2 separate regions of the Rattus norvegicus genome follow, and region 2 is linked to region 1. A link is a contact called in public Hi-C data. All regions are on one chromosome and are shown on one strand. Each heading gives the region's core, a stretch centred on a gene start, on an enhancer-like site or on the middle of the called end of the contact. The rest is flanking DNA. Distances are from core to core; before and after follow the strand shown. Region 1 overlaps LOC100910558 (a long non-coding RNA gene). Region 2 has its middle 5.9 kb from the start of Trnah-gug10.

Evidence for each region. Hi-C and Micro-C count contacts between places; a contact is called where the count stands out from the background.
Region 2: a contact with region 1 is called in a Hi-C map of mammary epithelial cells, with 4 times the contacts expected there. The contact joins two enhancer-like sites. A contact is called at or near these places in 6 of 12 Hi-C or Micro-C datasets (the A7r5 cell line, the Rat2 cell line, Schwann cells and 3 more).

The regions. Positions count from the first base shown.
Region 1 is chr5:102,052,413-102,057,588 of GRCr8, reverse strand. All of the region lies in intron 1 of LOC100910558 (a long non-coding RNA gene), which reads right to left. Among named protein-coding and RNA genes, the nearest start is that of Nfib, 35 kb to the right of the region's middle. Within about 2 kb of position 2,713, at least 15 of the 93 cell types and tissues checked have an H3K27ac peak or open chromatin away from gene starts, as enhancers often do.
Region 2 is chr5:102,124,952-102,129,638 of GRCr8, reverse strand. No RefSeq gene overlaps it. Among named protein-coding and RNA genes, the nearest start is that of Trnah-gug10, 5.9 kb to the left of the region's middle. Within about 2 kb of position 1,843, at least 8 of the 93 cell types and tissues checked have an H3K27ac peak or open chromatin away from gene starts, as enhancers often do.

The DNA.
Region 1 (5,176 bases), core at 1,464-3,963:
AGAGAGTAAAAATTAATTAAAAAATACTGAAACGATACTTGTGAGGTTCTTAAGGCTGAGCTCTAAAAACAACAACAAACAAATGAACAAACAACAACAACAACAAAAAAATCCAGCCTGGGCCACATTAATTCATCTAAGAGAATCATATCTGGTGGCTTTCCTTCCATCTCTGACAAACTTCTGGGTTCTATAAACTCTTTCCCAGTGGTTATCAGGGATGGAAAATCTTAATGCAGTTAGAACAAAAAATTCAGTGCAATATCCCAAGGTCACTGTAGCCCCTAGCCATGTTTGATTTGGGCTCCCATAATCTTAATACACACATCACTTATATTTCATATCATTTGTCACTAGACTAGTTCCATAATGTCCAGAGGCCTAGTCACATATGAAAAGGCAAGACCCCTGTTGGGAATTAAGAATTTGAAGATGGAGAGAGCAGGACATCAAGACAAACATGGACCACTCACTTCTAAGTAACGGATCTTGTGGGATTGCTCATGTCGCACACCCGTAAAGCCAGTCCTCCTCCCAAAATTCAAAAATAAAAGACTCTCACACTGGAAAATGTGTTGACATGGGATCTGTATCTCCACGGCTGCACATAATTGGCTCCTGCCAAAGAGTAGCTTGCATTAGTTTGATGGGACCGCCATAATCAAATGCCACAAAATCTAGTGGTTCAAACAAAGGCAATCTATCACCTCACAGTCTGAGTCTCAAGTCTGAGACCAGGGTTATCAGCAGGGTTGGTTTCTTCTGAGGATCTTTCCTTGGTTCATATCTGGTCCCTTGTCCTTGTGTTTTTATATGGTCTAGCTCTGTACATGTCTCTGTCAACATCTTATCCGGTCCACGTTGGTCACCTTAGATTAATTAAGGCTTACGTCACTGAGACATAATTGTGTTTCTAAAGAACCTGTCTCCTGGGGCTGATGACTCAGCAGGTAAAGGTGCTCGCTGCCAAGCACCTCGATGGATCCTCGAAATACGATCCCTGGAACCCAAAAAGTGGAAGCCAACTCTAGTACATAAACACAATAAATAAACAAGTAATAAATGGATATTGTTTTTTAAACAATGAACCTATCTCTGAATGCAACCACGTTCTGAGGTCCGAGGGATTAGAACTGTAACATAGGAATTTTGGAATCATGCACTTTAGCCCGTAACAGAGTTGTTTCCTTCAATGGGGGTCATGGTGCTCCCAACCACTGCATTAGCCATCTGGTAAACCCTTCTTACTCAGGGTCTTCCCCTTTGTGAGGCAGGAGTCAGTTATCACAGGGCATCTCATCTGTGTGCTGCCCTTCCAGGCTCACCTCTCTCAGAGGGAGACCAGCTCCTCCAGACACTGTCATTTGGGACAACGGCTGCATACGTTTGCCACAGCTACAGCACTAAAGTAGCTGCTCAAATATTCTTTCTGGGGCACTCATGAGATCCCTAGTAGTGATGCTAGTAAGAAACTGTGCCCATTGCACAGAGATAACAGTGGAGCAGCAGTGCAGAGGGAAGAAGCTGCCCGAGGCATAACCGACTGCTCACGTTAGAGACAAGACATACAGGTTTGAGGAGTGGAAAACTCTCAGTGGCGCCATAATTCTTCCCCGGGGCTGATCACCTGACTAGATGAGGAATGGCTGTAAATTTCGATGGCAATTCAGTCTGGTCTTCATACCTATTTGCAGAAAAATGTTAGCCAGATTATAGCTGAAAACCCTGCTAATTCTGGGGAAGTTTTTGGTCTAGTGCCTGGAACAATTAAAGCATGTATTCACACCTACCACACGAGACACTGAGCAGAATTTCCAGCACAACACTTAGTACTTTATTTTTAAAAGAAATAGCAGCGACTGAGCTGTGCTCACTCTCCAGCTTCCTAGCTGGGTTTTTACTTGAGACTGGAGGGTGAGGGGCTTCTGTGCTGAAAAGAGATACATTTTGCACTTTTAAAAATCTTCGCTCAGAATCAGGAAACTTTGGATGCTGAAATGGGCCTGCACCTGCAAAGAAATTAACAAATCCCTTTTGCAAGGCTCTGAGAAAAGATGGCTCAGTGTACCACTTATTCAACACTGGAGCTTAAGGGAGCCCTTAAAACATCCTATTCAAAACTATCTGCTTTTAAGAGGAGGAACAAGGGGTTGTGAAGTTTCAAACGACTCCCCTCAAACCAGAACATCACCCACAATGCAGAGTTGTTTGCAGACTGCTGCACTCCCCCCAAAACAGGGTCGCTTTTAAGCGGTCTTTGTCCCGCTAGACTAAATTTTATGCAAAGAAAACCAAATAAAACAAAGTAGCCGGCGGTACACACAGCTCTCTCTAGAGCAGAGGGTATCTACTTAGACTACAGAATTGAGAAAGTAAGGGCGAATTCTACTCAATGTGCTTAGCAAACAGAAGAAACTTTTCTGTGGTTCCTTTAGGAAGCTCCTGGCTGCTGGTCTCCACACAGCTCTCTGGAATCTGATCTGAGTCCAACACCAGGGGGCGCAGTAGCCTTTGTCCTGGTGTCCTTCAGAGCCTCTAGACAAGCTCTGAAGCCTTGCTGAGCTTAAGAAACTTGATTTTTCTCTACTCACAGTTTCTTCTTGGAACGGGCTTACTCCCCAGGCCCCGTCATCTCTTTTCCTTTCTTCCTAGAGGCCAGACAGTCTTGTGTGCATGCTGCAGGCATTAGCAGGAAGGGTTAGCGGCCCCTTCCCATGGCTGTGCCCCTGCTAAGCCAAGGAGACCCTGCCAGTGGACTTTCATTTCTCCTCATCAGTCCCCTAAAGAAAGTTGCAAAACGAAATCGTTGTTGTTTTCTTCTTTTTAAATCAAGACAAAGTGAGCATCACGTGAGAAAAGGCACAAAGCCACCCTTCCTATTCACAAAAGAAATGTAATAAATTAAATAATTGCACTTTGGAAGCTGTTAGCCTCGTACAGGTGTGTGCTCCCAAAAGTCTATGACTAGCTTTTGGTAGTAAATACTTACCAAAGGAGCAGGCCGAAGCATCTTTCAGGGCACACCACTGCTACTCTTGGTCACCCTCCTCCATACAGTGTACCTGTATCTCTCTGTGTCCTAATCAACCAGTCTTCAGGAGGAAGAAATCTACTTCGCACATGCTACAGTCTTCCCATGTGAAAGGCCCAGCACTCCTGTTCCCACTGATCAATGAGCATCCCCTTTCACCTTGTAGCCATCAATCCCCAAAAGCATAGCCTTTTGCAAAGTCCCCAGATTTGCTGGGTGTGGTGGCTCAACCTTTAACTTCAGCACTCAGGAGGTGGAGACACGCAGATCTCTGAATCTGAGACCAGTCTGGGCAAAATAGCCAGTTCTAAGAGAGACACCTCCCCTTCCTTTCAAGAAAAAAAAAAAAAAACCCTAATTCTCCATTGTTCTAACTGCATAGAGGGTCCTAAAGACATCTTTGAAAAGTAGCAATTACATTTATAGAGCGAGAATTTAAATTTACATAGTTTCCTTGTCTCTCATTGAAATCTCCCAACAAGTCTAAGGGATCATCAGGGAAATCCACAGCTTAACAGGTATTCCCCAGCTCTGGCCTACCACAGGGTGGAGGCAGCCTCAGGGCCTTGGTCATGAGGCTTGGAGGAGAACAGTTTATACAATTACACCAAGGCCAAGGAAGAATACAGTCACTACAGATAATTATTAATACGGTCTCAGCTTCTGAAAATACGCAGCAATGTTGGCTCTTAAAAAGGAGAAATAGAAAAGAAGGAAAGGAAAATGATATCGACTCTCTCATCTTGTATTTTTTTTTTTATATCAATGTTTCACTCACACGGTTCACCTTCGCTTTATTAGCTCACAGAGAGCAATGGGATGGGATGCAGGTAGCCACATTTTGTTAGCTTGAGAGCCTTCCTTTTCCCACTCATAAAACGATACTAACATTTGTCAGGTACATACTCGGCCATGAAAATGAAAGCTATAAATGGTATTTTGGGAGAAAGAGTGAAGTGGAAGGCTTTCACTTTCAGTTTATCTTCTTTTACATTACTTGAGGAATTTTGATTTATGCCTGTCTTCCTATTGTGTCATTTACATTTTGTTGGGGGCTAATGAGACTCGTCAGAGCTGCTAAGGAGATGACTTACATACACGTCTGGGTGGCACGTGCTCTGCCACACGGTTGACACTCACTGAACAGTAGCTCATTGTCAACTTTTGCACCTCCCTCAAACTGAGCAAATGGACTCCGAACTTAAGATGTCCGGAGGCCGCTCCAGCCTCTGCTCTCAGCTCTTCCTGCATCCTTTGGTCAAAAACTTTCCCTGGGCCTCGATTTCTTCAAAATGACAATACAGAGCCAAGTTGACTTGGAAAGCAGTGGGAAAGCCAAGACAATCTATCTGCTCATCACCTAAACCCTCCTGAGATGCCCTCTACAGTTTGGTCACACTCTGTGGGAGGATGTCTCTCAAGCTTGGGCTTAGCACACAGGATGCTTCTTAGGAGAAAGGGCCATGCAGGCCGAGGGTCCATCAGAGACTGCTGGGCAATCTGCAGGTCAAGTACAGAGAGTTAGGAACAGATGACTGTGAGCCCTGGATGAGGTCATCATCTTTGAGGGGAGGTGGGAAAGGGCTTCAGATGTTTCATGGGGTACAGCTGTCAATACAACCATCTCCAGAATAGAGGATGCCTTCAGTGGAACAGGAGGGGCATAACTGAAGGTTGGGTCATCCAGGGAAAAGTGGCAGCCAGCACCTCAATTACCTAGGATGAGTTCTGTCTTAGGGTCCAGGACTGAACCCAGACCTTCCCTAATCAAGCCCCACTCCACCCCCTTCAGCTTTGAACAAAACAAAAGGAGCACAGCCAAATGCCTCTCAAACGCCTTCTAATGGTTCCCTGTATCTGAACAAGCACAGAGGCTATCGGTGAGGCATAGAAGTCAAGGATAAGCCAGACTCTTACCTTGCTTCCCTTTAACAACTGGCCTTCAGGGACCCATCTGCATGTACACTGTACATGGTTTACATTCCCCACTCCGCTTTAAAAAGGAGAGTTTCTAGGTGTCTCCTTTCTCTGCCTTTGGGCTTTGGGGGGTTGGGTACGGAGGCAGGTAACCTGGCCCTTGAAGGTTGCTGGTTTTCTTTTTGCCTGCCCGGGTCTGTCTCTTTCCTATTTAAAGCAGCACCGCCT
Region 2 (4,687 bases), core at 594-3,093, 73 kb before region 1:
TTAAGATTAATGACATTCTTTACTATATTCAAGAGGCTCAACTACAATGGCAAGAGATTATTTTGTTTGATTTCAGTGAATCTGACTTTTAGAAAATGTTTTATTAGTTCTGCAATCATATTTACCACCCTCTACTCTTCCAAGAGCTAGCCTGTTTCTCTGTTCGTCCAACTATGTGCCTTTTTTGGTTTTTTTTTAACATATCAAGTTATTCTTAGATGTGTGACCTTTGCTGGAACAGTGTGGTTGTCTTATCGGGGGTTATATTCTTGGAGAACCCTGACTTGCCAATAGCTTCTTGACTAGGGGTGGGATTTCATGCCTAACTCACCTCTCTGTGCTGGCATTCAATGTGTCTTGGACTGGCCGAGGTCTTATGTGTGACGTCACAACCTCAGCAAGTCTAAATGTGCGGCTGTCCTGATGTGTCCTTGTAGCATCCACTGCCTCTGACTCCTACACTCTTTCCGGCCCTTCTTCCTCAATGATTCCTGGGCCTTGGAGAGGGACGTGTAAGATATGATAACTAGAGGGCTGAATATCCTGCACTCTCTTATTTTCTGTGTCTTTGGCCAGTAGTTGTGACCAAATATATATTCATTTGCTCTGTAACCTAGACCTTCATGTCCCTCACATTGGCCTGTCTGTGTGGTCTGTTAAAGGTTGTTCAAACAACACGATACGGTTACCTACCAGTTAAAGATCCAGAGCTGCATACCCTCACTTCATTACCGCCAGCTGTAACCAGACATTCTTCCTCTCTTGCTTTCTGCCGTACAATGGAGCAGAGCTATTTCATTGGGGCCCATGGTTGATGCCTTGCACTGAAGAGGCTTTATAGCCCTGGATGACATTTTTGTTTCTACTTCAGTCAACTTTCAGAAACAAAGAAAATCTCCATTTATTTGTCTGACCAAGTCACACTCTGAACAACCCCGAGTAAATCAGCTACTTTTCTTTTAAAAAAAATGTAGTTTCTTGTTTTCAGCCACTCTCTATTCTCCAGTTACGAAGACTATATTTTAAACTTATTTTTCCACAATGAAAGCTCACCGATCCATAGGAAATGATTTGTTAAGACAGGATCTGACGAGCTAGAGTTCACTTTTAAGGAGCAGTGCTGAAGCAAGAAGGTTGTTTCTCAGGTGCCCCGAGGATGCCCTAAGGTGTGGCGCCCCAGGAGAAGCAGTTGGCTTTGCAAAAGGCTAGCAAACTGTTGTGCTTCAATCTCAAGGATAAGGGCAATGAGAAGTAAAGCCTGGGCCACTTCTCCCTCAGCATCTCAGCCACGGGAACCATAGTCTAAAAACCCTAACAGGGCCCCCAGTTCTTCTAAGGTGGGACTGATAATTCAGTTGCTGACAGTCTGTGGGAGATTTGGGGGTGTTGGCCTCCAGGAAGGGAAATTCCAACAGAAGCAGATTCAGAAAGCACGCGTAGAGAGACCTGGGTTAGCCCCATCTCTGCTACTTCCACTGCTTGGCTTCAGACACGACCTCTTTATGGTTTGCTCATCAGCAAACAAGGAGCAGTTTTAAAGTTAGACAAGACGAAATGTAGTTGGGAAGAATGCTCCCTCTTGCCCTCCTCCCCCTCCCAAGAAACTCTGTTCTGTGTGGTTTGTGTGGACTTCCCAGACCTCAAAAGCTGACAACCCATCGACAAAAGGCTTACCCTGGACTCAGTGACTTTGATTGGTGGCAGTTCTATGACACTCTTGTCTCTGTCGTGTAACCGCATGGCAAAAGTAGGTGCTTTTTCCAAGTCCTGGGAACGCTTGCTGAGCTGGAAGGCCCTTTTCTCATTATCCAGGATAAAAGCAGACTGCCACTAGATGGCACTGCTTGTTGTGGATCAGAGACAAGGAACTCCTTTCTGTCTGGGCAGGGAGGGGCCAATTTCACACATTACATCAAGATCTAAGAACCAAACAGACCCCACCTAGGAGCTGGGGAAATTACCTCCACAGGTTGTCTTTATCCAGAGGTGATTTTAAAGGAATATATTGTGTTTGGATGTCAATGTTCAAAGGCTCCAAGGCAGAAAATACCATTTCAAAAGAAAGTGTGATTAATGAAGCCACATAAATCCCGCCGAGCCGGAGCCATGTCAGGGATCACACCACACAAATCAGACAGCTGGGAGCCCCTCTCACATTCTCCTGTTCCCATTTCTATGTCGCTGCATCCCTTGCCTCCTCTTTTCCTCTTTGTCATTTCGTGAACACACGGATCCCCAAATCCAAACCAGGAGGAATTTTGACCAGAATTTTTGGCTGCAGCTGCCTTCAAGCTTGGGTCTAGCCATTTATGCTTTCTTCTTTCCCCAGGAATTCCAAAGACAGGCAGAGGCCGTAACAACCATAGCCTCACTAACTGCCTGCCAAACCAGAGTCAAGTCTGGATCTTTCCATAGCCCAGTCTTACTCAGAGACAAGACTGCACTAAAGAATCTACCCCCAGATTTCCTTGAGACACAGTGCTTCTGTTTCTTTGGAATCCTGCACTTCTGTCAGCTGCTACACGTGTCCCGTGCTCTCCTCGGTTTTTTCCACCTGGGTGCACAGCCTTACCTTTCTCTTTCTCGAATACCAAGTTCGCACACTTGTGCGTTATTTGCTGTGCTAGGAGCACCCTCAGGGCACTAGAGAAACGTAGTCTCCTCTGTCTAGTCTGCAGTGTCTGCTTCCAATGAATCCAGTTCCTAGAGTGATGGTAACACCAAAGTTACCACGCTATCTAAAGTAAGGAGCATGGTGCTGTCTAGTTGCTAAACATTTGAGCTCCCAGGCAGACACCTCTATTTAAACTACAAGCTGGGCACCCATCACAGGCAGATAATTTGGTCTCTTCTTGTGTCTCTTTGTCCACGTACACCATGTAACTGACAAATACACCCTACAGAGGGGACGGGTAGACAGCCCGAGCTAATAGAACAACAGCACAGAGGACAGTGTGGAGGCAAATTCTCACCTTGGTTGTTATTACCCTCATTACTAGAACTTGGATTTTAGGTTTTGAAATTATTGTGTGTGTGAATGGTGTATTCCTGGGCACTCACACCATGGCGTGGCTATGGAAGTCAGACAAGCATTTTGTGGAGTCAGTTCTCTCTTTCCACCTTTATGTGGGTTCCAGGGGTCAAACCAAGTTGTCAGGCTTGCTCAGCAAGCACCCATAGCTGTTGACCTTCTCGACGGCTTATAATTATTATAATTATCACCATTACAATATGCTAGGCACAATGGCAAGTAAAGAGGCTAGACGACTGGATGAAATAGGTAACATCTTTGCCCTAACGAAAGAAACAAAATTCATATGGCACAATTCAGTAAAAGAGTGTGAAAAAAACAAAGCAGGTCACAAGAATGATAAAGATATGCACAACCACTTAACCCCAGTTGGGAGCCTAGAGCAATCTTCCTTTTATTACCAAGAGCCCAAAAGACTGAGAAACAGTCTTTACAGAGATAACTACTGGATAACACGTGCTCTGGCTCTTGGGTGACGAGCACAGGAAGGAAAGAGACTTGGTCCCCTCTTGCAGTCTCAGCTTGGCTCTCATGCAGTGTGACCTGAAGGACTCTTGGCATCATTGTGCAGCAGGAACAATTTGCATCTTCAGGGGCTGTCTTAATGTCTGGGGATACTTTTGAGTGCCTAGGACATGGCAGAGGCGCACACGGGGCAGCATCTTCCCTTTTTGTCTTTGAGACGGGGTTTCTGTGTAGCTCTGGCTGCCCCAGAACCTTTTTATAGACCAGGCTGGCCTCATATTCACAGAACTTCACCTCTCAAGTGCTGGGATTCAAGGCATGGTTCCTTTTTTCTGCTTTTAAGGAATCAAGAAGTATCTGGTTTGATCCATACACTCCGTGCACACTGTAGGAAGTATCATTATACCGTAATAATAAAGACAGGCTTTCAATGAGCTCAGTGTCTGTAGGACGAATTGGACATGTGGGTGGGCTGCTATAATCGAACAAACCACGTCATCTCATAGGAACAGGAAAATCCTTGGGAGAATACAGGACCCATTGCTTATAGAGAGGCTCTGCTCGTAGAAGGGACAAGCATGCAGTCTAGAGGAGGATCTGTGGCATGATCGCAAACACTCTCAAGCTGTGAACAGGAGGCTCTGTTTCCCTTTAAGCTGAGTTTAAATTGTTCCCAAGTTACAGTTCTGGAGGAGGTGGGACTGCTCAAAGACTGGACCACTCCTGTATTCTGTCAGCCAACTTCTTCAAAGCATTTACTCAGACAGTGGGGTAAGCAGAGAGTTGAATAGAGGTGGAGAGAGAGAGAGAGAGAGAGAGAGAGAGAGAGAGAGAGAGAGAGAGAAGAAAGGACATGCCTGCCATGTACTCTTCGAGTAAACCAAAGTTCTTCACATTTTCTCCTCTAACTGGAAAGATAGAGATAAATCCCCATAGATTGTCCTGAGATTAGGACATTTCATCCCTTCATTCTTTCAGTTTAATGAAGGTTTGTTGGATGTATATTGAGTGTGTTAAACTGGGTGCTGTTCTGTGTTTTGGGAGGAAATAGCGTTTGACACTAGGCATCTGCAGGGAATTGTCTCCTTCCCAATAAACAGGAAAGTACAGATGTCCATTTAAGCTATTGTCACAGGATGGCAATCTCACAATCCACAGTTGGGCTCATAACGAGTGTTCTCTGAATACCCA